Regions from separate parts of the Mus musculus genome. Here regions 1, 2, 3, 4, 5 and 6 are each linked to region 7. The links are chromatin contacts, called in public HiChIP or PLAC-seq and promoter capture Hi-C maps. All regions are on one chromosome and are shown on one strand. Each heading gives the region's core, a stretch centred on a gene start, on an enhancer-like site or on the middle of the called end of the contact. The rest is flanking DNA. Distances are from core to core; before and after follow the strand shown. Region 1 holds the start of Spag7 (sperm associated antigen 7). Region 2 holds the start of Pld2 (phospholipase D2). Region 3 holds the start of 4930544D05Rik (RIKEN cDNA 4930544D05 gene). Region 4 holds the start of Gltpd2 (glycolipid transfer protein domain containing 2). Region 5 holds the start of Mink1 (misshapen-like kinase 1 (zebrafish)). Region 6 holds the start of Med11 (mediator complex subunit 11). Region 7 holds the start of Tnfsf12 (tumor necrosis factor (ligand) superfamily, member 12).

What was found. Promoter capture Hi-C pulls out the DNA fragments that hold promoters and counts their contacts. HiChIP or PLAC-seq counts read pairs in DNA pulled down with a chosen protein or histone mark.
Region 1: an H3K4me3 HiChIP or PLAC-seq map of bone marrow-derived macrophages shows a contact between it and region 7, with 6 times the contacts expected there. The contact joins the promoter of Spag7 here to the promoter of Tnfsf12 in region 7. A contact is called at or near these places in 1 of 39 promoter capture datasets (liver) and 2 of 115 datasets of contacts at active chromatin or transcription factors (bone marrow-derived macrophages and pancreatic cancer cells).
Region 2: a contact with region 7 is called in a promoter capture Hi-C map of liver, with 3 times the contacts expected there. The contact joins the promoter of Pld2 here to the promoter of Tnfsf12 in region 7.
Region 3: a contact with region 7 is called in a promoter capture Hi-C map of liver, with 4 times the contacts expected there. The contact joins the promoter of 4930544D05Rik here to the promoter of Tnfsf12 in region 7. A contact is called at or near these places in 1 of 39 promoter capture datasets (liver) and 1 of 115 datasets of contacts at active chromatin or transcription factors (bone marrow-derived macrophages).
Region 4: a promoter capture Hi-C map of liver shows a contact between it and region 7, with 2.8 times the contacts expected there. The contact joins the promoter of Gltpd2 here to the promoter of Tnfsf12 in region 7. A contact is called at or near these places in 1 of 39 promoter capture datasets (liver) and 1 of 9 other capture datasets (adipose tissue).
Region 5: a contact with region 7 is called in a FOXA1 HiChIP or PLAC-seq map of pancreatic cancer cells. The contact joins the promoter of Mink1 here to the promoter of Tnfsf12 in region 7. A contact is called at or near these places in 1 of 39 promoter capture datasets (liver) and 1 of 115 datasets of contacts at active chromatin or transcription factors (pancreatic cancer cells).
Region 6: a contact with region 7 is called in a promoter capture Hi-C map of liver, with 2.2 times the contacts expected there. The contact joins the promoter of Med11 here to the promoter of Tnfsf12 in region 7. A contact is called at or near these places in 1 of 39 promoter capture datasets (liver) and 1 of 115 datasets of contacts at active chromatin or transcription factors (pancreatic cancer cells).

Annotation. Positions count from the first base shown.
Region 1 is chr11:70,667,995-70,670,942 of GRCm38.p6, reverse strand. Spag7 (sperm associated antigen 7) reads left to right here and starts at 1,527. Exons shown (of 7, transcript NM_172561.3): 1 at 1,527-1,746. The coding sequence starts at 1,662. It overlaps Camta2 (calmodulin binding transcription activator 2), which reads left to right. Exons shown (of 23, transcript NM_001190376.1): 20 at 32-52; 21 at 207-394; 22 at 523-597; 23 at 681-1,480. The coding sequence ends at 744.
Region 2 is chr11:70,538,929-70,541,778 of GRCm38.p6, reverse strand. It overlaps Pld2 (phospholipase D2), which reads right to left and starts at 1,507. Exons shown (of 25, transcript NM_008876.3): 1 at 1,165-1,507; 2 at 825-934; 3 at 586-716; 4 at 340-482. The coding sequence starts at 933.
Region 3 is chr11:70,613,910-70,617,149 of GRCm38.p6, reverse strand. It overlaps 4930544D05Rik (RIKEN cDNA 4930544D05 gene), which reads right to left and starts at 1,256. Exons shown (of 4, transcript NM_001145537.1): 1 at 1,146-1,256; 2 at 846-1,046; 3 at 545-752; 4 at 260-392. The coding sequence starts at 1,211. The coding sequence ends at 352. Chrne (cholinergic receptor, nicotinic, epsilon polypeptide) reads left to right here. Exons shown (of 12, transcript NM_009603.1): 7 at 1-3; 8 at 81-195; 9 at 1,375-1,489; 10 at 1,564-1,750; 11 at 1,836-1,942; 12 at 2,022-2,267. The coding sequence ends at 2,177. Mink1 (misshapen-like kinase 1 (zebrafish)) reads right to left here. Exons shown (of 33, transcript NM_001045964.1): 33 at 2,668-3,240.
Region 4 is chr11:70,517,684-70,520,584 of GRCm38.p6, reverse strand. Gltpd2 (glycolipid transfer protein domain containing 2) reads right to left here and starts at 1,376. Exons shown (of 3, transcript NM_146020.1): 1 at 1,107-1,376; 2 at 702-868; 3 at 1-614. The coding sequence starts at 1,367. The coding sequence ends at 77.
Region 5 is chr11:70,561,238-70,564,193 of GRCm38.p6, reverse strand. Mink1 (misshapen-like kinase 1 (zebrafish)) reads right to left here and starts at 1,313. Exons shown (of 33, transcript NM_001045964.1): 1 at 1,068-1,313. The coding sequence starts at 1,124.
Region 6 is chr11:70,450,583-70,453,557 of GRCm38.p6, reverse strand. Med11 (mediator complex subunit 11) reads right to left here and starts at 1,640. Exons shown (of 3, transcript NM_025397.3): 1 at 1,495-1,640; 2 at 1,220-1,350; 3 at 1-456. The coding sequence starts at 1,579. The coding sequence ends at 319.
Region 7 is chr11:69,694,658-69,697,489 of GRCm38.p6, reverse strand. It overlaps Tnfsf12 (tumor necrosis factor (ligand) superfamily, member 12), which reads left to right and starts at 1,392. Exons shown (of 7, transcript NM_011614.3): 1 at 1,392-1,894; 2 at 2,049-2,096; 3 at 2,665-2,740. The coding sequence starts at 1,736. It overlaps Tnfsfm13 (tumor necrosis factor (ligand) superfamily, membrane-bound member 13), which reads left to right and starts at 1,392. Exons shown (of 13, transcript NM_001159503.2): 1 at 1,392-1,894; 2 at 2,049-2,096; 3 at 2,665-2,740. The coding sequence starts at 1,736.

The sequences.
Region 1 (2,948 bases), core at 278-2,777, 970 kb before region 7:
AGAGCCCTAACGTCCCCTCTCTTTCCACAAGCTGACCTGGATTGCACTTAAGGTATTAGGCATGAGATCTGGGTGTGAGTAGTCTGATTCAGCCGTGGGTGGGTCAGAGAACGGGCTCTACATCAGCCTAATTGAAGGGTGACCTTCAGAGGTTTGGATTTCTGTCTCTCCATTTCAGCTCCTGTCCCCCCTCTCCTTCCCTGCAGTTTGCACTCTATAAGAAAATGACTCAGGCGGCCATCCTGATTCAGAGCAAGTTCCGAAGCTACTATGAACAGAAGCGGTTTCAGCAGAGCCGCCGAGCAGCGGTGCTTATCCAGCAGCACTACCGCTCCTACCGCCGCAGGCCGGGGCCTCCTCACCGGCCCTCAGGCCCCCTTCCTGCTCGAAACAAGTAGGGACCACCCCTTCCTGCCCCTATACAGCCCTCAGTTTACCTCTTTGTTAATGCCCACTACCTCTATCGGCCCTCCAGCCTTTCCCTACAATGGTCTTAAAGTGGGGACTCTTCTTTCCCACCAGGGGCACCTTTCTCACCAAGAAGCAAGACCAGGCAGCCCGGAAAATAATGAGGTTCCTGCGGCGCTGCCGACACAGGTTCTAACCCCATCCTTACCTCTCTGCCCTGACACCTTTTCTGATCCATCAGTCTCCTCTGACTTGGCTCTGTCTCTCCGCAGAATGAGGGAACTGAAGCAGAACCAGGAGCTGGAGGGGCTGCCCCAGCCAGGACTGGCCACCTGACCTCTCCAACGCCTTTCTTCAAAACCCTGGGAGCCCCTTCTGGCTGTCTAAACAAGGAGAGGGCTTTCGGGACTAGGGGAGCCCCCTGTCGGCAGCTCTTCACCCCTTCACCTTTTTGGGAGCCCTTCGTAGAACCCCCGCCCCCAGGCCTTACACGTTTCCTCCCTTCTGGTTGTGCCTCCTCTTTTGGTCTCCGGCTCCAGAAGACCCACGCCCCACATATCTGCATCTTCAGCTGTGACCTCCGGAGCCCTGCCTGCACCTTCTCCATATCCCCGTTCCTGCCTGCACCTGACTCGGACCTTCCTGACTTGCCTTATTTATTTGTTCGAGAGTCTCTGATGAATGTATCCGCCTCGGTCCCCACCGCTGCCTTCGCTGCGCGCGCCCTCGTGTTTCAGGGGTGACTGCCCCCACCTTGACTCCGCATGTTTGCGTCTGTTTCCTCCTTTCCTGGCCCTGTCTTCCCCATCACCCTGACTCTCTGGTCGCCCACGTAGGGGCCAAAGAGGAGGGGGTGTACATAGGATCGCGAGGCGGAGTCCCGCTCCCGTGGGGAGGGGTGTGTACATAACTGTAACATACAGAGTATAGTGAAGAATCTATTTAAGGCGCTGCGCGGCCGGGCGTCTGATTCCCTGGCGCGGCGGGAGCCCCCGGCTGGCTCCACGAGCACTTTCTACTTGTGCATGGGCTTGGTTTATACGAATTGCCATTAAACGTCTCTGCACCAGCTAGCCTCCGGCCTCTCTCTGCTGGGGGCGGGGTAGGAAGGTCGCCACGCAAGTCGCCGGCCTCATCTCGCTGCCTTAAGCGGGGCGGAGCAGCGCGGTTTTTCGCTTCCGACGTGTTTCCGGCCTTAAAGGCATTTCGTCCTTCCCTTTAAGACGCACCGCCCCCTCTCACTCATTCCCAAGATGGCGGACCTACTGGGCTCCATCCTGAGCTCCATGGAGAAACCACCCAGCCTCGGTGACCAGGAGAGTCGGCGCAAGGCCCGAGGTGAGGATCCCAGATTCACAACCGCGTATCTTCGCCCGATTCTTGGGACCACACTCTTCCCTCTTTGAATAATGCCACCTCCTACCCTAACAGACCCCCCACAGGCCACTTCTGAGACCCTCAGAGTCCCTAAAAGGCCTGTCGGCCCGCCCGCTGTCTTTTGCAAACAATGATTGGCTACCTCAGCCTGCCTTCTACCTCCAGTCTCTTCTTCCTATCCTCGCCTTTTACAGTCCTTGTTTGCGATTGGTCAACGGGCCTGCCTGTCTGCTGTTGGTGAGCTCTGATTAGTAGGATGCCTTTCTTCCGATTGGAGGATGTCGTATCCATCGCCTCGGTCCCGCGAATCTCCAGTTCTATTACGATTGAGTTTAGGGCACGCCCATCCACCCGTCTGTTCCCCTCTATTGGCTAGCTCAGCCAAAAGCTCTACCTTTAAAGTGTTACCTTTTCTGACCGACCTCAGCCTCAGCTCCTCCCATTGGTTGGCTGGATCCTCCTATCTTTATGCCCCTTCTTGAGTTGACCCAGTCCCTCATACCTTCCACCGCCCTTTCCTAACTATAGCCTTAAATTCCTGTGCTGCCCAACTAGATCGTGATGTTGATTGGAGAGATGAGAATGCCCCGCAGGCTCCGATTCGCCATCTCTCCTTCCCAGCCCCCGCGCTGAGTAGCTAACCAGAAAGCTCGCTGGGGTTTGGCAGCCAGGGTAGGGTGCGGCCCGAAGTGGCCTGCCCTGTATTGGCTTGGAGCGCATGTGAAGGACTTTATAGAAAGGATAGCCTTAGGTGCATCCAGCTCCCAACCACGTGAGCCTTGGTCGTGGATAAGTCTCCTACCCGCACCTACTACCCATCTGCTCAAAGGAGGCAAGACAGGATGCTTTCAGAATGTTCAAAGACTGTTAAATATCTGTACTCCCTTATTTACAAAACTTGTGAAGCCAAAGATGCTCATCAAGGAGATTATAGACCATGTCTGGGACGTTTATTAATGATCATACGGAATTTTAATAACCAATTAATATACATGTGTAGGAAAGATTAATTGGGAGTCCCAGGCTTGTCTGAAATGAGCCGAGCAACAAAGAATAGGTAACTCAGTAAAGGGAGTGCAGTCTGTTCGAAAGCTATGGGAAAGCAGAGCTTAATAGGAAACAGGAGTTAGAGTTACTTAATGTTCAGCTGAGTAATAGGTGTG
Region 2 (2,850 bases), core at 258-2,757, 840 kb before region 7:
GACGGGGCCTTGGAGGAAGAAAGGCTAGCAGAAGAAAGAAAGAAAGAAGAAAGGCAGAAGAAAGAAAGGGTCTCTGTCCTGGGAATGGAGACAACTGGGAGGAGGGGGTTGCTAAGGACAATTCTGGGCATCCAGCCTGGCTAAAATATTGGCACAGTACTATGGAGGAGATCCAAGCAGGGAAAGTTTCCTGGGAACCAGGGACAAGGGAGGGGGCACGGCACAGAGCTGAGGAAGGAAAATGCCCAGGGGATAAGAGTCAGACAGACAGGAGTGAGTGAGGCTGCCATGGGGTGAGAAGTACCTGCCTTTCACGGGAAGCAACCGAGTTCTACTCACCGAGCCAAAGGGAGCAGACTCATCAAGACTTTGTGTCTCTGGAGGTCCCGATGCAGCTCCTGAAAGTGTCGGAACTTCTTCTTGGTTGTCCAGGTAAAGTCACCATGCGTCAAGCGAACAGAATATAGAGTACAGGTTCCCACCTGGGGATATGAAAATCTAAAATATGTCTTCTGGCCCAACCCAGGCCTCCACTTGGGCCAGGACTCCCTCTCTCGCCTTCCCTGGTATCCGCTGGTGACTGACCTTGGATCCGCTGGTGTATCTTTCGGTGCCCACCACCTGGGCTATAACAGGGACCCCAGGGGCGAACACCAAGGGGTGTGCTTTCAGAGGCTGAAGGTCATAGATGGCCAGATAGGGATGCATTCGATCAGCTGGGAGGGGAAAAAAGCAAAACAAAAACAAAACAACCCAAGGGTGTAAAGATCTCAGGAGGCCTCAGATCCCTATCTCCCCTCTCTGGGAGCCATCTCCCTCTATACCTGGATCCTCTCCTTCCCTCAGAGTGTCAACCTCATCTGGCTCCATGTGCAACTGGCTGGAGTTCAGATAGTCCCCATAGGGAAAGAGGTTCTTCTGGGTTACAGTCATCCTAGGAATATGAGGAAGCCTCAGGAAGGGACTCGCCCTACAGAAACACCCCTTCCCCATCCAACGCCCCCGGTCGGTCCTCTCCCGTCTTACTCAGTGACTCTCAACGTCTAGGGTTGTAGACCGACGCCCCTCTAACACCCACCCCTGCAACCTCCATTCCCTCCCCCAGCCTTCAACCAGAGCCTCTCAGCCCCGCTTCTCATTCCAAATTCAGGTCCAAAAAAGCACCTAGCTAAGGTGGGATGGCCTCGAACTGGGGCGAGGTTAAGTCCAAGGGAGGAGCCCTGGTGACAGCGAGGCTCGAAGTCAGGTCAGACTGGCTGGAAGCAAGGGTCCGGGCGGGAATGAGGAAGTTGCGCGCTCCCCGCCCAGGAGAGAGATCCCGAAATCTGGACGAGCGGCTGAGTCAGAAGGCCGTTGCAGCTCCAGCCCGACAGCGTCCCCGCCCGGTTCCCGGGGCTCCGGACCTCAGCCGCGCCACGTCCCGGGCCCCCGCACCCTGGATGCGGACCCCGGCGCCCGTGCGGGTTCGCAAGCAGGCAGAACTCAGCCAGGAGCCTACACCCCAGAGGGCCGGGGCGGGGCCGGGGTTCAGAGCCTGCCCTCGGGGGGCGGGAAGGCCCCCAGGGCTCACCTCCACGACTGTCGCGTCGACTGGGTCCCGCCCCCGCCGTCCTCTGCCCGCCCTGCGTTAGAGACGCCCGGGCCCGGGCCGCCCACTCCGGAGGCCGCCCACTCCCCAGGGCTGTCTTCTTCCTCCAGCTGCCCTCGGGGCACCTGCTGGCTATGTCCAGCACCCCCCAGTGTGCGATCCACGTAGTGCACATTCCTCTACTGCGCGCGCGCGCGCGCGCGGCCATTGGGTAGTCTGGTCCCCAGCACTGCCTGGAATCCGGGCAGAACGGCCTGGGTTGCGAGGACCTGCAGATGTCCCCTTGGTGGGCCCGGTACAGATAGCCTTTGTTGATGGAAGGTAATAAGAGCATAAAAAGCCGAGTGACTGCCAAGTTCGTTGCTGTATGAGAAATCGCATTCTTCATTCTTGAAACGCTCTTTTAACGCAGGAGTGATTAGCCCGACACTGAGCGACAATAACAGACCAATTTCGGAACCTGGAACCTAATCGCCTGTAAATTTCAGTCTGGAAAAAACTTTTTTTCCCCAGATCCTAAAGGCTGTCCTTTTTTTCCCTTCCAAATTTCCGCTGAATCATCATTTGAATTGTTTTAGGTTTTGTTCACTGGAAATGAACCTCCAATAAACATTTATGTGCCAGTCATTTTTGTGGACTTATTATTTTAATTCCTCTTCTGTAAACAACTAGAGTGGAACTACTGGGTCATATAAGTGTATGTTTAACTTACTGTTTGCTGTCGAGGTCTGGGCTTGGCAGTTTGTAGCTCAGCAGCACAGAGAATTGGAGAGAGTATTGTGAAGCTTGGGCATTGAGACCAGCTGAGGCTACACAGCAAAACACTGCTGAAAAAACAAACCCCGGGGCTGGAGAGATGGCTCTGTGCATGAGCTGAGGACCTGAGTCTGATTCCTAGCACCCACATGGCTGCTCACCAAGCAGTCCCCAGGGGATCTGATGTTCTCTTCTTGCCTCTGTGGCCACTGCACACACAAAACATTTATACACACAAAGCCAAAATAGAGAAAACAATTAAATACAAAAACTTTCCAAAATGGCTCTTCTATTTTATATTTCTAAAAACCAGTGTATGGTACTTCTGTTGTAGCTGCTCCATAGCACGGTGCACATTCAATTCCATAGATCCTTCCTGTTATCCATTAGAGTGGTCTGAAAGGTTTACCACTGCAGTCTTAATTGTACATCTCTGAATATTAACAGCGTTAACTGTATTTCCTATTGTCTTAGTTAGGGTTTTACTGCTGTGAACAGACACCATG
Region 3 (3,240 bases), core at 7-2,506, 920 kb before region 7:
AGGGTAAGGGGTGACCCTGACTCCTGAACCCCAGGCTGGGCTTGCTCCCTGGCTTGCCTCTCACAGCTTGCTCCCTCTAGCTGGTGGCCAGAAATGCACGGTCTCTATCAACGTCCTGCTAGCCCAGACTGTCTTCTTGTTTCTAATTGCCCAGAAAATTCCAGAGACTTCTCTGAGCGTGCCACTGCTGGGCAGGTAATCTCAAAGTGGATCCCACAGAGATAGGGGCATGCATGGAGAATGTAGCCAAAGAAGGCTTGCATAGGGACCTGGTGTTGTCCCGTTCTGGACTTTTATTTGGACACAGGGTTGGACTGGGACAGTGATGGATTATCTGTTCCCCCATTCTCCTCACTGCTGCTGGGCGACACCTTGAGGTTTCCCGAGTCTCTCTGTTAAGAGGACAGTATAGTTCAGCATCTCCTTAATCATACCTCCTCTGACCCATGTCGCACCCTTTATCCCAAACGCACCGGATCCCCAGGGACCCCAAGGCCCAGTTGGCATAGGGTTTGTGGCAGAGATGAGGTAGACCCGTGCAAACCTCGTCCACACAGGTACAACCACGCCCCCTGGATCAGGTACCGGGCACTTGCGCCAGCTGCCGTTCCAGCTTGCCGAATCCCCTGCCCTGCGGCCAGGGCTACACGGGCCAGCGCCCTACCAGGATCCCCAGTGTCTGGGGCTGGGCCTGGGCAGTCGTTGCCGCCGTCCAGTCGCTGCACCTCCTGCTGCAGCCACAGGGCCGAGATCTACATTGGGGCATATGGGCTAGAGGTCCTTGCTTTTGTTGGCCTAGCCCTCTCCCCCTTTTATTCCCATCCCTCAGCCTCCCAGAGCAGCACCTCTAACAAGGTGGCTCCAAAGCTCATGATGCTGGCTGCAGCTTCTCTTAGCACCAGCCCTAGGGTGGCCTTCTGGGTGGGCGACTTGTCGGATTCCAGGGGGTCCTGGGACTTAAGCTCTCTGAACCTTTGCACCAGATATTCGTGAGCTGCGGCCACAGCAAGTTCCAGGGAAGATAGAAGTGGAGGCTGTAAGGCCACCTGGAGGAGCAAGGGTAGTGAGTGGAATGATCACATGGAAAGGGCCATAGCAGGAAGAGCTGGGGACCTCTCCAGATTCTGCCATTCTAATACCCTCACCTCGGTGGAGCTGTGGAAGTGGTAGACCCACAGCAGGGTGTCCAAATTGCTGGGAATCCCCTTCATGTCCGCAACAGATGGTATATGCAGAAGGGCCAGGACAATACTGGCATCGTTGAGGAGGATCAAGAAGTAACGCCACCAGCTGTGCGGAGGTGGTATTTGTGAGGTAGAGGGCAGCTAGTGCCTTGTTTGTGGGGTGCTGTGACATCAGGCTTCTGTATATCAGGTATCTTATATTCGTCATGGTGGTTGCCACGCTCATTGTCATGAATTGCGTCATCGTGCTCAACGTATCTTTGAGGACGCCAACGACTCATGCTACATCCCCTCGGCTGCGCCAGGTAAGCGCTGGTTGGAGAAAGTACTGCCCAGGGGTGGGAAGCGGGCTTGGAACCTCTCTCTGCCCCGGCTGCAGATTTTATTAGAGCTGCTGCCGCGTCTCCTGGGCTCGAGCCCACCCCCAGAGGATCCCCGAACTGCCTCACCAGCGAGGCGTGCCTCGTCTGTGGGCATTCTGCTCAGAGCGGAGGAGCTCATCTTGAAAAAGCCGCGGAGCGAACTCGTGTTTGAGGGTCAGAGGCATCGGCACGGAACTTGGACCGGTAAGCACTGCTCTTGGGTCAAAGGCATACACTCGCCGTTAGGGACGCTCTTTTAATGACCTAGCGCTTGCTGTTGCCTTAGCAGCAGCCCTCTGCCAGAACCTGGGTGCTGCAGCCCCAGAAATCCGCTGCTGTGTGGATGCTGTGAACTTTGTGGCTGAGAGCACAAGAGACCAGGAAGCCACTGGAGAGGTGGGTTGGGAGGTTGAGGCGGAGCAGTGCTAGATGCCCCGCCCTCCAGGCTCCTCCCTCGCTAAGCTCTCTCTCACAGGAACTGTCCGACTGGGTGCGTATGGGGAAGGCCCTGGACAATGTCTGTTTTTGGGCAGCTTTGGTGCTCTTCAGCGTTGGTTCTACTCTCATCTTCCTTGGGGGTTACTTCAACCAAGTTCCTGATCTCCCTTACCCACCGTGCATCCAACCATGAGCCTGCACTGGCACCCACCTCTCCCCCACCCCCCAAGAAAGAGATTTTGAAAACAGGCCGCTGACAATAAATCTGGTTTGTGAACTTGCAGGAGGGGTTGTGTGGTCATGTGGGTGGGTCCAACTCCTCAGGGAAGTAGAAGATGGGTGGGTGGTTTGGTCAGGCACTTGGAGGCAATTGGTTCAATTTTGCTCTTGGCTCCTTCTAACCTAAAGAATGTTTATCTAGTTGATAGCCAATGAGGTTTTTACAAGACCCAGATATAGAAACACTGAAGCCAGAAGTCTGGCCTGGCCCTGCTGGGGCTGGTAAAAACTATTCTCAAAGGGTCCTACCGTGTCAGGACTGATCCCTGGCCTATTCATCCACCTTACTTCGTCTCTATTATCACAGTAACTTCACAGAGCCTAATGCCTTTCCTCTACCCTCTGCATTCTCAACTCTCAAATCTCTCCAGGATTGAGAGAGAACAATAGTAGGATCTCAAAATGGTGGAAGCTGGTTGAATTGTCTTTATTAACAAAGGGGATATATCCAAGGCCACTACATTGAGAAAGGATACAGGAGGGAGAAGGGCTACTTGCTGCTCACACTATATACAGATGCAAGCAAGGGAGGATAAAGGCTGGGAGCTCTGAGCTCTCTCCTTCTAGGGAAGGGGAGAGGCTAGAAGGGGTGGGAGTGGGGAGGAAAGGGGGGAATGTTTTGGCTATGGGGTCCCTCCTCCATTCCCTGGGGGTTGGGGGGGAATCATTAAAGTGCTTTCAGAAAATGAGGAATGGTCCCTGCCCCTGGAGTGGCTGGTGACCGCCCCGCCTCCAGAACCCAGGGCCCAGTGAACACCCCCCCCCCAGAGTCTGGTACATTCAAGGGGGGAGCCGGCTCCCCTGGCGTGCAAATAAAGGGGTCAGGGCCCTGCTCATTCAGCAGCAATGGGGTAAGGGGTCCAAGCCCCAAGCGCTCTCCTCTTCTGTGGAGAAAAGGGGAGGAGCAAGTCCCACTCAATTCCTGGTAAGGGGAAGGAAGCTGTGTCATTCCCCACAAGTTGGGGAAAGGCACAGTT
Region 4 (2,901 bases), core at 127-2,626, 820 kb before region 7:
AGGCCGCCGGTAACCCTGAGTATGTACATCCCTTCCCAGAAATGCCTTTCTGGTCGGTCTCTTGATGCCGCGGCCATCAAGCCAGCTGGAGCAGGCCGTGGCCGGCCAGCAGGCCCTGGGTACGATTGTACACATCCTCCAGGACGCCGGCGGCCCGGGCCAGAGCAACCCGCGCGTCCGCCTCTCCTGTTCCGGGACACGCCAGCTGGAGCAGGCGACCGCGACTCGGGAGGGCCAAGATCGCCAGGCGAGCGGCCTGACGGATAAGCCATGGATGGTGCGGGGCCAGGGCGGTGCTGTAGGCTTCCCCGCACTGCGTGCCCGCATCTGGACCTCCAAGCGTCCCTGTCGCCACCCTGTGGAGGCAGAGCTGGGACCAGCGCAGCGCGCGATGCAACAAAAGTAGCGTTCGAGAGCCCGAGGACCCGGCTGAATGCCCAGGTTCGGTTCCCGGGCGCTGTAGCAATCCTGCTCCCCGCTCCCATGTGATCATAGTCATCAGCGATGTGTAGTGTGAAGCATTGGGGCCGTGCACACGAGCCTCGAGGTCGGTCACCTTGTTGAAGGCCTCGCTGGTGGCAAAGGCGAAGACAGTGCCAAGGGGAGTTAGGAACCTGTTTGGTGGTGGAAGTGGGGAGATGACTTGCGAAACCACAGAATCATTTGGAGGAAGATGGGCTTGGGGAAGGGAGACCACTCACCTAAGTAGTTCTCTCCATCCTGCCAGATACTGAGACAACGCCACATCCCCTTCAGGGCTCATACAGGCCAGGAAGGGGCTCACCATGCGACCCAGCGCCCCATGAGGCCCTAGACAGGGAAGCTCTTCCTTCTCTGGGACCACTAGGGGTCTGGCCGCTGGGCCAGTCTGGGAGATAGATATAAGAGATACATGAAAAGTTCCTAGCCTGCTAGGCCTACTTAGCCACTGTTGGGCCCTGAAGAATGTCCCTCAGGTTTAGCTGGGGTTCCTCCTGGTTATTCTTGACATCTGAAGGGGGGAGGGAACAGAGAGGGAGGAGCCTCCTTTCATTCGATTCTCAGTCTGGTTCCCCTGTTTCTTTGTTGCAGAGTCCCCAGACTCTGGCCTTAAAACTCAAACATACCTGGGAAGGTAGCGGTCTCTCTGGATTGCAGGACTGCACCCCTGCCGGGAAACTAAGCAGGGAGCCGAGGACTGGAGAAGGAGAAGGGAGTTTGAGTCCCCGCAGGCCGGACTGCTGGGTTCTCTGAGCTGGTAAGGGGAAGGGCCACTCATAGAAGAACCATATACTGATGTAAAGAAGTAACAGCGTTAAGATAGCGAAGGGAATTGCATGGCGGAACCAGCGTCCCAGGGCTGGGGACAGTGAGACCCCCATGACCATCGCTGGTGCACCTCACCTAGCTAGTTGGTGGCCTTTCCCTTCCCGTGGTGTCCAGAGGTGCAGAGAGTTAATAATTAATCTATTAAGGACCCCTCCCTTGTGTCCTTTGCCCTAGAGGTCAGATCCTAGGGTGAGAGACATAATGACGATTTGGGGGACATAATATGTGACCTGTCTCTGCATTGCCTTTACCTGTGGGGCTAGCTTGTCGTAAGAGGCAGCGTCTTGTGGGTTCTCCTTAAATCTGGACACGAATCCACTGTAAGCTGCAGATAATGGGCCTTTGTAAATCTCATGTGAGGATCAATTGATAACGCATGTGAAAGCATTCCAAGTGGAAAGCTGACCACAGTTGCCCAATACGTCTTACTTGTTAAGGCTCGAGGATGGGGCTTTAGGCTCTCTCTCTCTCTTTTTTTTTTTTTTACATTCTTGCCGAGAGGTCTGGAAACCTTGGGAATAAAAATTTCAATTCCCCAGGAAGCTTACTGGGCTTCTCTGAAGGAGCCACTGACAAAGAACCTTTAGCCAATGATGGCCTGAGTTAGGGAGGATAAGGCTGTAGCTGAGTCTGCTTGTGAGACTCCTGGCTGAAGAAGATAACAAAGCCAGAACTGAGCTGGCTTCCAAAAATCTTCAGGGTCTCACCAATTATAATAGAACTAACCTAGCACCTAATGAAAATGGTACTAATGTTACTGCTTTGACCCTTACCAATCATATTAGAGGTTACCTAGTCCTTCTGGGAAATTCCCCTAGACCTGCCTAAAAGGATGTCTTGCAAGCCCCTCAAGTCATTGCCATTTTGTTGTGACCCCTGCATGCTGGTAATTTCTGCAGAATAGACGCTCTTTGCCTTTGCACACTATTTGAGTCTGGGGCCTTCCATCAGTGATTCTTGGACATTATAATTTAATTTTTTGAGCTTCACTTTAGCGTTTCATTCATTAAATCAGTCATTACTTTCCTATGGCAGGCCCTACACTAGACCCCCAGAATACAAAAGTATTTTCATAGCTGGGCACAGTAGCTCAGGTCTTCATGTAACCTTAGGTATTTGGGAGGCTGAGATAGGAATATCAAAAGTTCAAGGCCAGCCTGGATAACTTATCTAGACTCTGTCTTAACATGCTTTATAAAAAGGGACACTCCAACTCTAGTGATAATGTTTAGGCCCAGCATCTGACATACCATTGTAGGTTTCCCTGTAATACAGACTCTAACAAGAAATGGCTATCCAGAACCCCTGTTAATCTTTATTCCAAGAAACTTAGAAAAGCACCCAAATCCACACATGGTGCGTGCCCAGGCAGACTTTGAGGAGTTTGTGCTCTGAGAACTAAAGTCCTAGGGAACCTGCCTAAAACAACAACAACAATGGGTGACCCCACCTGTGCTAAATATGCCCATGACAGGATCTGGCATTCTTTCCTTATTGAGGAGCAGAAAACCAGTGTGTAAGTGTTGACAGCACAAATACAGAGTCAGAAAACGAAGTAAACATTAAGCTTTTTAAAATAATAAAAATCAAATC
Region 5 (2,956 bases), core at 64-2,563, 870 kb before region 7:
AAGCCAGAAGCCAATGTGTACAGAGACCTTCTGAGAAGGTAAGCATGAGGTGGGGAATCCTGCTCTAGCTACACCTACGCCGCCGGTTGGGAAAGCTCACCGGGCATGGAATCAAAACACCACCTGGGAGACAGTCTGGAATGGTTCACCTTGAAATTTCTATGTTGCCCTTAAGACAAAGCTGCCCGCTAGAGAACACTTACAAATGCTGAACTGAAAATTCCGGGAGGAGAGAGAGTAAGTGCCCCACGTGGAACAATAAATGGGTTATTTGAAAGCATTCCTGACACAGTTGTTTCCTCTTAACCGCTTCCCTAATGAACCCCTCCCTCCAACTCTCCTTTGCCTCCACTCCCACTAGTTCCCTCCCTACTGACCTCAGGCAGCGTGTTGTGTGTGCGTGTGTGTTTGTGTGTGTGTGTGTGTGTGCTTGTACATGTATGTAAACATCGTCTTCCGGCCCGAGTTTCCGAGGAAATCCAGGCTTCCCTTCCTCCCACTGTGCACTTGTCTGTCCTCCCAGCCCCACGCGGCTGCAGAGTTAGTAATGTAATATTCAGGGACCCCGAGACCGGAAATGCCTGGGTCTGAAAAGCTGCACTTGAAACACGAGAAAAGGGATAGGGAAAGTGAACGTGGGATGGAGACGTAGGAGGTGTGTGGGGTGGAGCGAGGAGGTGAAATCCGCCCAACTTGCAATTTAGGGGTAGGCGAGGAAGAAAACGAGGGATGAGGGGGAGGCTGAGGCAGTTGCAAAGTCAAAATTCCAGGAGCCAGAAGAGGAGGTGGAGGAAGCAGACATGAGGGCCGAGAGAGGGGGGACACAAGAAAGGCTCTGCAGGTGATGCAGGGCTGTGTTTAGGGACACCAGAGGTGACCCTCAAACGCCTATAAAGGAGGGGACTCGGATCCCAGCAGCAAGGTAGGGGTGGCACGCAAGTGTGGGGGAGGGCAGCACAGGGTGGGGACCAAACTGGCTCCCAGAATCTCCAGAGGGCGAACCCCCGGGCGGCGAGAGCTCGGGGTAAGGGCAGGGGTCGCGGGCGCGAGGCTGGGGTGGTGCTCACCCGCAGGGCAGACAGGTCGATGTCGTCCAGGCTGCGGGCGGGGGCTGGGTCGCCCATGGCCGCCGCGGGGCCACTCACGCTCCGGCTCGCTCACTCCGCTGCCGCCGTCGCCGCTTCTCCCCCATCGGGGGACTCGAGGGGCGGGCTCCACCGCGCCTGCCCCGAAGGCCGGGGAGGGGGAGGGCCAGCGGGAGGACCGACCCAGCGGCTGACAGGCGCTCTCACCCGCGCGCCTGCAACCCGAGTCGCCGGCTGCCCTGCGCACGCGCAGAGCCGACCGTGACGCGAACGCGCCGGGCGCCCCCTCCTGCGGGGCGCCGACACCTGCGCGCAGGCGCAGGAGAGCGGGCGGAGGGCGAGCGCGGACCCAGTCTCGCTAGAGCCTGGAGTGGAAGGAGCGCGACCACCCGCTGGTGCGCGTGCGCATACACCTTCCCTTCCTTTTCCCCCTTTTATTATTGTTGCCTCCTCTCCTCTAGTTCCTTCGTTGATCTTTATTTGACTCCTTTTCTTCCCTTTCCCTCTTTCGTGTGCCCAGCTGCCAATCAAACCACCTACCTCTCGATTTGCGGGGGAAGGGAGGCGGGACCCAACCCCCTCTATTACTAGGGGGGTTGTTATGGTAACTCCCCACGCGAGGGCTGCTGGCCTCTAGATAGGACGTGCTGTCCACCCACCCAATTGCCATGGTAACAGTGGAGCCGCTGAAGGAGGGGCCACTCCGTGAGAACTTGGCTGGAGAAACCACGTGGGAGGGAAGGACGGGGCTACTGTCTGCCCTTTACTCCCTTTCTAGGCTGGAGTGGGGATGTTGGGAGCAGATAGGCACTCCTACTGCACACGTCTGTATCTGCTTCTCTTAGCACAGTGTTCTGCAGGAAAGAACTATCCCTGGAGTTGCTAGTGGTAAAGCAGAAGAAACTGTATCCAATCCCTTCAAATGTTTTTCCAGCTCCTCAGATCTACTCCTGTTGGCACAGCACCTCCAGCCGGTTAGTCTCACTAGAGGATGGGTGAGGCTTTGTAACTATAGACAGACATGTTCTGCCACTGACTAATGTGTTGTCTGACCCTGAGCAAGCAAATTTGCCTCTGGGCTTTTCTTTCTCTATGAAGTTGAGGGGAGAAGGTTCTGAGTTTTCAAGAGCTCTTCCAACACTAACACTCCCTCTGAAAATGAATATAAACATTGCTTAGGTGAGCTTGAATTCTCTGGAGGCTTCTTGGCACATTTGGGTGCACATTCAAACTTGCTCCGGGTACTCTCCTGACTCATTTACCTTGCCCCTGATATGCAAGCCACAATCCCCATTTGGCCTTCCCACATGGCCTCTCTGCCTGGCACCTTCGATTAAATTCTTCATTATCCAGAAGTGATTTTTTTTTCTAAAACTTAAATCTGGCATCATTGTCCTGTTTAAAACGGTTTTCTGAACCCCACCATTCAGGAAGCTGAGGCAGGAGGATTACATTTTCTATTAGCCTGGACTATAAAATGACAGGGGGAAAAAAAAAAAAAACAAAATGAGAAAAAAAAAAAAAAAAAAAAAAAACACCGTTTGATGACTCCCACTGCCTTGTGGGTAGTGATATCAAAGACTTTCAAGATTCTGCTGTTTCTTTGACCTTATGTATATATATTTTTCTTTTCTGGTCTTATGTTCTAATAAACCATACTTAAACTTGCTCCAGATGTAATGAAATATATTCTACTTGAAGCCCCCAGAACACCTCTTACCTGTCTTTGCACTTACTTCTCTTTGCCCTGGAGTATTCTCCAACTTCCAGCTGTGCTGACTACTTTTATGTCAACTTGACACAAGCTAGAGCAATTTGAGAAAAGGGAACCTCACCTGAGAAAACACCCTCACCGGGTTGGCCTGTGGGTA
Region 6 (2,975 bases), core at 391-2,890, 760 kb before region 7:
AGGTGTGAGCCACTGTGTGTGCTTATAAGAACACATTTATTTTTATTGGGCCAAGTCTTCTGAAACTCCAGGGCAGGGTGCACATGAGGAAGTGGGTTGGGAGTTGACCTCTGACCTCTGTCTGATCTTGCATAGTGGAAAACAGGGCCGTCTTGCTGGAAGAGTCAGAAGAGATGTGTGTACACTGGGGCTTTGGATTCTTCAGTTCTCCTTTCTGCCTTGTGGTCCTCGTCTGCCCTGACCAGTAGGGCACGTGTATGATGCACTGCTCCCCATCCTACGGTCTCTGGTGCAGGGCACACTCTGGATCATCCGAACTCAGTTCTCCAGCATCTGCTCACAGGTTCTCGCCACATCACTAATCTTGAGGCGGGCGTAGTCTACTCGCTTTAGAGCCATTTGACAGTCCTTCCTGGAAGAGTAGCTGGAGCCCTCATGCGGCTGCCCTGTGGCCACCTACAAGTCAGATCAATCAATGGGGTACTGCCTCTCTTTACCACCCACAACCGGGCAGTATTATTTCTCTGGTCTCACATCTTTCCCAAGTTTGATCTACATTAGTTGACTGGTAACTCAGTGTTCTAAGGCAACAACAACAACAACAAAAAAAAAAAAAAAAGAAAAAGCTTAACCACTGTGTGAACCTCATCTATGAAATAGGGACCACAGCGAATACTTCCTAGAGTTTTAGGATATGCCCAGCACACCACAGATGTCAGTAAACAGTAGCAGCTGGAGTAAAGACTCTGGAAGCCTCTTAGCGATGTCTGTCTTCTTAGTCCCCAAGCAAATATGGCCTCACAAGTTTCTGGGAACAACGTTCGGTAGCTTCAGTATTTATTTATTTATTTATTTTTATTTATTTATTTCAGTACCTGGGCCTCTTTATGGTAGGTAAGTGCTCTAACACAGAGCTCCAACTCTCTTTCTGACCTACTGGGTCTGAATTGCCCAGACAAGTTTTGAACTTGTGATCTTCCAGCCTCAGGCACTTAAGTAGCTCAGAATACCGGCCTGTGCCAGCTGGTATGCCTAGGGTATTGTTTATACACCCTAGACATTTTTAATCCTTTCCTTTTAGAGGACTAAACCAGCCCTGAAATGAAAGTACCTATCGCGTAAGAGGCAGTCTTACCTAGCTAAAGCTCAGGGAATCCCCAAGGCTAGGGCGTTGGTTCAGAGCTGGGGTCCCCGCCCAGCACCTTCTAGACACACCCACCTGAGTGAGGTAGCGGATTTGAGCGGATAGCTCTGCCTCCACGTGCTGCACAGAAGTGGTGAAGGCTGCCGCCTGCCGGTCGAGGAGCCGCTCGTTAGTCTTTTCCTTGGACAGTTCCAGGATCGCCGTTCCTGCCAGGGCGGGGAGAGGGCGATGTCAGACCCAGGCTTCAGACTCAGCCCCGCCCTAAGGCTAGCATTCAGGTCCCGCCCCAACTGCACGCAGAGTCCCGGGCTGGTCTTCACCCCTTGCCGTCTGCCCCTCGCTTCCCGAACCTGCGTTCTGGAGGATGGCGCCGATTTCACGCTCGATATCCTCCAGGGCGCGCAGCCGCTCGTTCGCCAGACTGTAGGTAGCCATCGTTCCAGTGGAAAGCCCCACAGGCCGTCTTTTGCGAGGTGTGGCGCCACAGCCCGGAAATGCCTGTTAATGTGCGCCTGCGCAGAGGCCACTGCAGCGAACACTACAATTCCCAGGATGCTCAGCGCGGCCTCGCCCTTCCGAGTCTACCTGGTCTAGTCTGACTGCCAGGGCGCTAATGCCAGGCCAGACAGGGGTGGAAAGAGGCGGTTATTGACTTGTTTTCTGACAGGATCTCAGTTTAGACCAAGTTGGCCTGGAACTCATAGAGATCCTCTGGTGTAATAGGTCTGTCAAAAATGAAGATAGTTTAAAGAGATACTTGTATCTCTTCAGTCTTGACTATCAGAACTTGTCTTCCAGAAAGAGATTTTACACAGTTCTAACAACTTGTCAGACCACTTTACAGGATGAGACTGAAGCCCAGATAATGAATAGTCAGTGATGGGTGTGACCACACACCTTGACTGAGGGTGGGGGTGCGGGTGGGGGTGGGGTACTTAGATGTGCACAACCTTGCTCTATTTAAACTTTGATGTTGCGTTAGCACCCTGAAGACTGACTTGAGGGGGCTTGCCGGATCTCTTTGTCACTCTTCCCAATGTGGCCACATTGGATACGTCTCCTTTTTTAACTTTCCATTTTTAATTGGCTTATTAAAGAAGGGTGGCCAGACATGACTTGGGCACTAGTCTTCCCCTCACCCCCTTCCCCACAAATTGAGTATCACTGCCTCTGCCTCCCTAAATACTGGGATTAAAGATATGAGCCACCACTGAAACAGCCCTGTGGCCCAAAGCCACTCAGACCTCTCTGATTTAGTTAACTGTCTGACTTACTGAATTTATAAGAATTTATTATTAAGCATTGGCCCTGGGCCAGGTGATGACAGTGGGAGTTCAAGTGGGTTCCTCCATACTGGGTAGTCATGGGCTCTTTGGTGGCCAACCTCTCCCAAGGAAAGCATGACATTCTCCGTGCCTAAGGCTTCTTCCTGATCCTGAGCCCAGCTCATTCTCATGTCCTGGTTCCTTCCCTCGACCTTTCTGTCTTTGATTATCAATTAGGTGTGCTAGGCTCTATGGATATAGAGATAAATGAAATGTTCTCTCACTCAATGGTGTTTGTTAGCTTATTTTATTTTATTTGGTTTTTTTGAGACAAGGTTTCTCTTTGTAGCCCTGGTTGTCTTGGAACTTGCTCTGTAGGTCAGGCTGTCCTCGAACTCACCAAGATCCGCCTGCCTCTGTCTCCTGAGTACTGGGATTAAAGGTGTGCATCACCACTGCCCACCAAGATTTATTTATTTAATTTGGTGAGTAAGGGTATTTTGTATCTGTATGTGTGTCTGTGAGTGATGTGCATGCATTGCTCATGGAGGTTAGAGAGGACATTG
Region 7 (2,832 bases), core at 143-2,642:
TTCTTCTTGTTTCTTCTCTGCTTGTAGTTGGTCTTTGCTGCTTTATAGGTTCTTTTCCCCACTTTTATTTTTTCTTCTTCTTCGAGACAGGGTTTCTCTGTGTAGCCCTGGCTGTCCTAGAACACACTGTATAGAACAGGCTGGCCTCAAACTCAGAAATTCGCCTGCCTCTGTTTCCCAAGTGCTTTCCCACCTTTTATTACCCCACACCCTGTGTCTCACCTCCTATCATTAGATAGAAGAAAAAGGACAGCCGGGCCTGGTGGCACACACCTTTAATCCCAGCACTGGGGAGGCAGAGGCAGGTGGATTTCTGAGTTGAGGCCTGGTCTACAGAGTGAGTTCCAGGACAGCCAGGGCTATACAGAGAAACCCAGTCTTGAAAGAACAAAAAGCAAAACAAAACAAAACAAAAAACTCTCCTCAGGGCTGGGCAGTAGTGGCACACACCTTTAATCCTAGCACTCAGGAGGCAAAGACAGGTGGATTTCTGAGTTCAAGGGCAGCCTGGTCTACAAAGTGAATTCCAGGATAGCCAGGGCTACATAGAGAAACCCTGTCTTGAGAAAAACAAAAAACAAACAAAAACCACAAAACCAAACAACCAAACAACAACAAAAACAAAATTTCAGAATTGTCACCACACCATCTCCCCTAAAACAAGGGGCAGAGCTAGTGAGGCAGCTGTCTCTGGCCTCCTGCTCAGATAGCTGCACACTGTACACATAAACAACTTTACAAACTATCTTTTTTTTTTTTAAAGATTTATTTATTTATATGTAAGTACACTGTAGCTGTCTTCAGACACTCCAGAAGAGATCTCGTTATGGTCGTTATGGATGGTTGTGAGCCACCATGTGGTTGCTGGGATTTGAACTCCTGACCTTCAGAAGAGCAGTCAGGTGCTCTTACCCACTGAGCCATCTCACCAGCCCACAAACTATCTTTTAAAAACATATTCTTTATTGCAGAGGTGGTGATCCATGCCTCCAGGGTGCATTAATCCCAGCACTCAGGAGGCAGAGGCAGGGGGATCTTTCTGAGTTCGAGGCCAGCCTGGTCTACAGAGTGAGTTCCAGGACAGCCAGGGCTACACAGAGAAACCCTGTCTTCAAAAACCAAAAAAACCAAAAAAACAAAAAAACACCCAAAACCAAACAAAAAGAACAACAACAACAAAACCCAAACCAGGATGAGCTGAAAAAATAACCTATGCTGGGAAGGAGGTAATTAGCAGACTTGAAACAAGTTGGGGGGAATTCTGGAAGAGGGAATCTCAACTCAGAAACTGAGTCCATCAGATTGGCCTATAGGCAAGCCCTTTGGGGGCATTTTCATGATTAATGATTGCCGTGGGAGGGCTCAACATACTGGGGCGGTGCTGAGTTCCTGGGGCCAGGGCCCGCGTCCCATCCCTGGCACACTGGCCTGGGTGGGTGCCTGTCCACTTCTGCTTTCACTGGCCCTCAGAGTTCTTGGTCTGGAGTGCCACTGCGGTCGCCTGCCTGCACGCGCCCGGGCGCAGGACGTCTCTTACTTCTTGCACAGCACTCCGGGGAGGTTGGAGTTTAATCACACAAACAGTGTCCGGCTTCCTGTCCTCATCCGCCCCCCCTCCGGCCCGCTTCCCTGGTCCCTCCCTCTCCCCTGGCCCGATCCGCCCACCAGCTCCCCCTCCCCATCCCTCGGGTCCCGGGATGGGGGGGCGGTGAGGCAGGCACAGCCCCCCGCCCCCATGGCCGCCCGTCGGAGCCAGAGGCGGAGGGGGCGCCGGGGGGAGCCGGGCACCGCCCTGCTGGCCCCGCTGGTGCTGAGCCTGGGCCTGGCGCTGGCCTGCCTTGGCCTCCTGCTGGTCGTGGTCAGCCTGGGGAGCTGGGCAACGCTGTCTGCCCAGGTGAGGCCCTCAGCATACCCCTTTCTGGGTATCTTAGGAGCAGAAAGTGCAGAGAAGCAGATGGGGGCCGGGTGGGCAGAGGGCCAGGGGATCGGAGAAGGGGTGGAGGATGAGATGTCAGAAGGACAGGGTGACGCTGCCTCCTTCCCAGCAGGAGCCTTCTCAGGAGGAGCTGACAGCAGAGGACCGCCGGGAGCCCCCTGTGAGTAGGTGTGGATGCTGCGTTCGGGATGCCAGCATGGAAAATGTGTCTAAACTGAGCGTTGGCTTGCTGTGACAGTTGTGTGAGGTGTGTGCAGGGAGACTCCAGCTGGCACTAGTTTAAGACTGAGTGTGCGGAGTGAACCAGCCCACGTGGGTATGTCGGTGTGTACAAGAGGGTGATCTGGATATAAGGGGGCAACTTTACCAAGGTGAGAGTTGTGCTGCCCGAGTGGAAAGTGCTGATTGGCTGTGACGTCTGAACCAGATACCAGAGAATGATAATGTATCACCTATGCATACATGCTGTCTGTCTCTGCCCCACCTTCCTGAGATCCTGTGCAGGTGTGTGTGTGTGCGTGTGCGTGTGCGTGTGCGTGTGCGTGTGCGTGTGTGTGTGTGTGAGTAGACTGCAGGTTGTTGATTGGGGCTGAGCCTCACTCTCCAGTTTGGCCAACCCCTAACCTCCCAGGTTTTGTGTCTGTTACTGGCTGATGGTTCTTCTGACAGGCTCTTTGCTTGTTTGTCTCTGGGAGGTCCTGTTTGAACCCTGCCCTTAATTCCTCTAGGAACTGAATCCCCAGACAGAGGAAAGCCAGGATGTGGTACCTTTCTTGGAACAACTAGTCCGGCCTCGAAGAAGTGGTGAGCATCTGTCCCTATGTCCCAGTCTCAGTAACAAGATTCTTTGGTTCATATACTGCTTTGCTCTGAATTCACAGCAGTATTATGAAGTG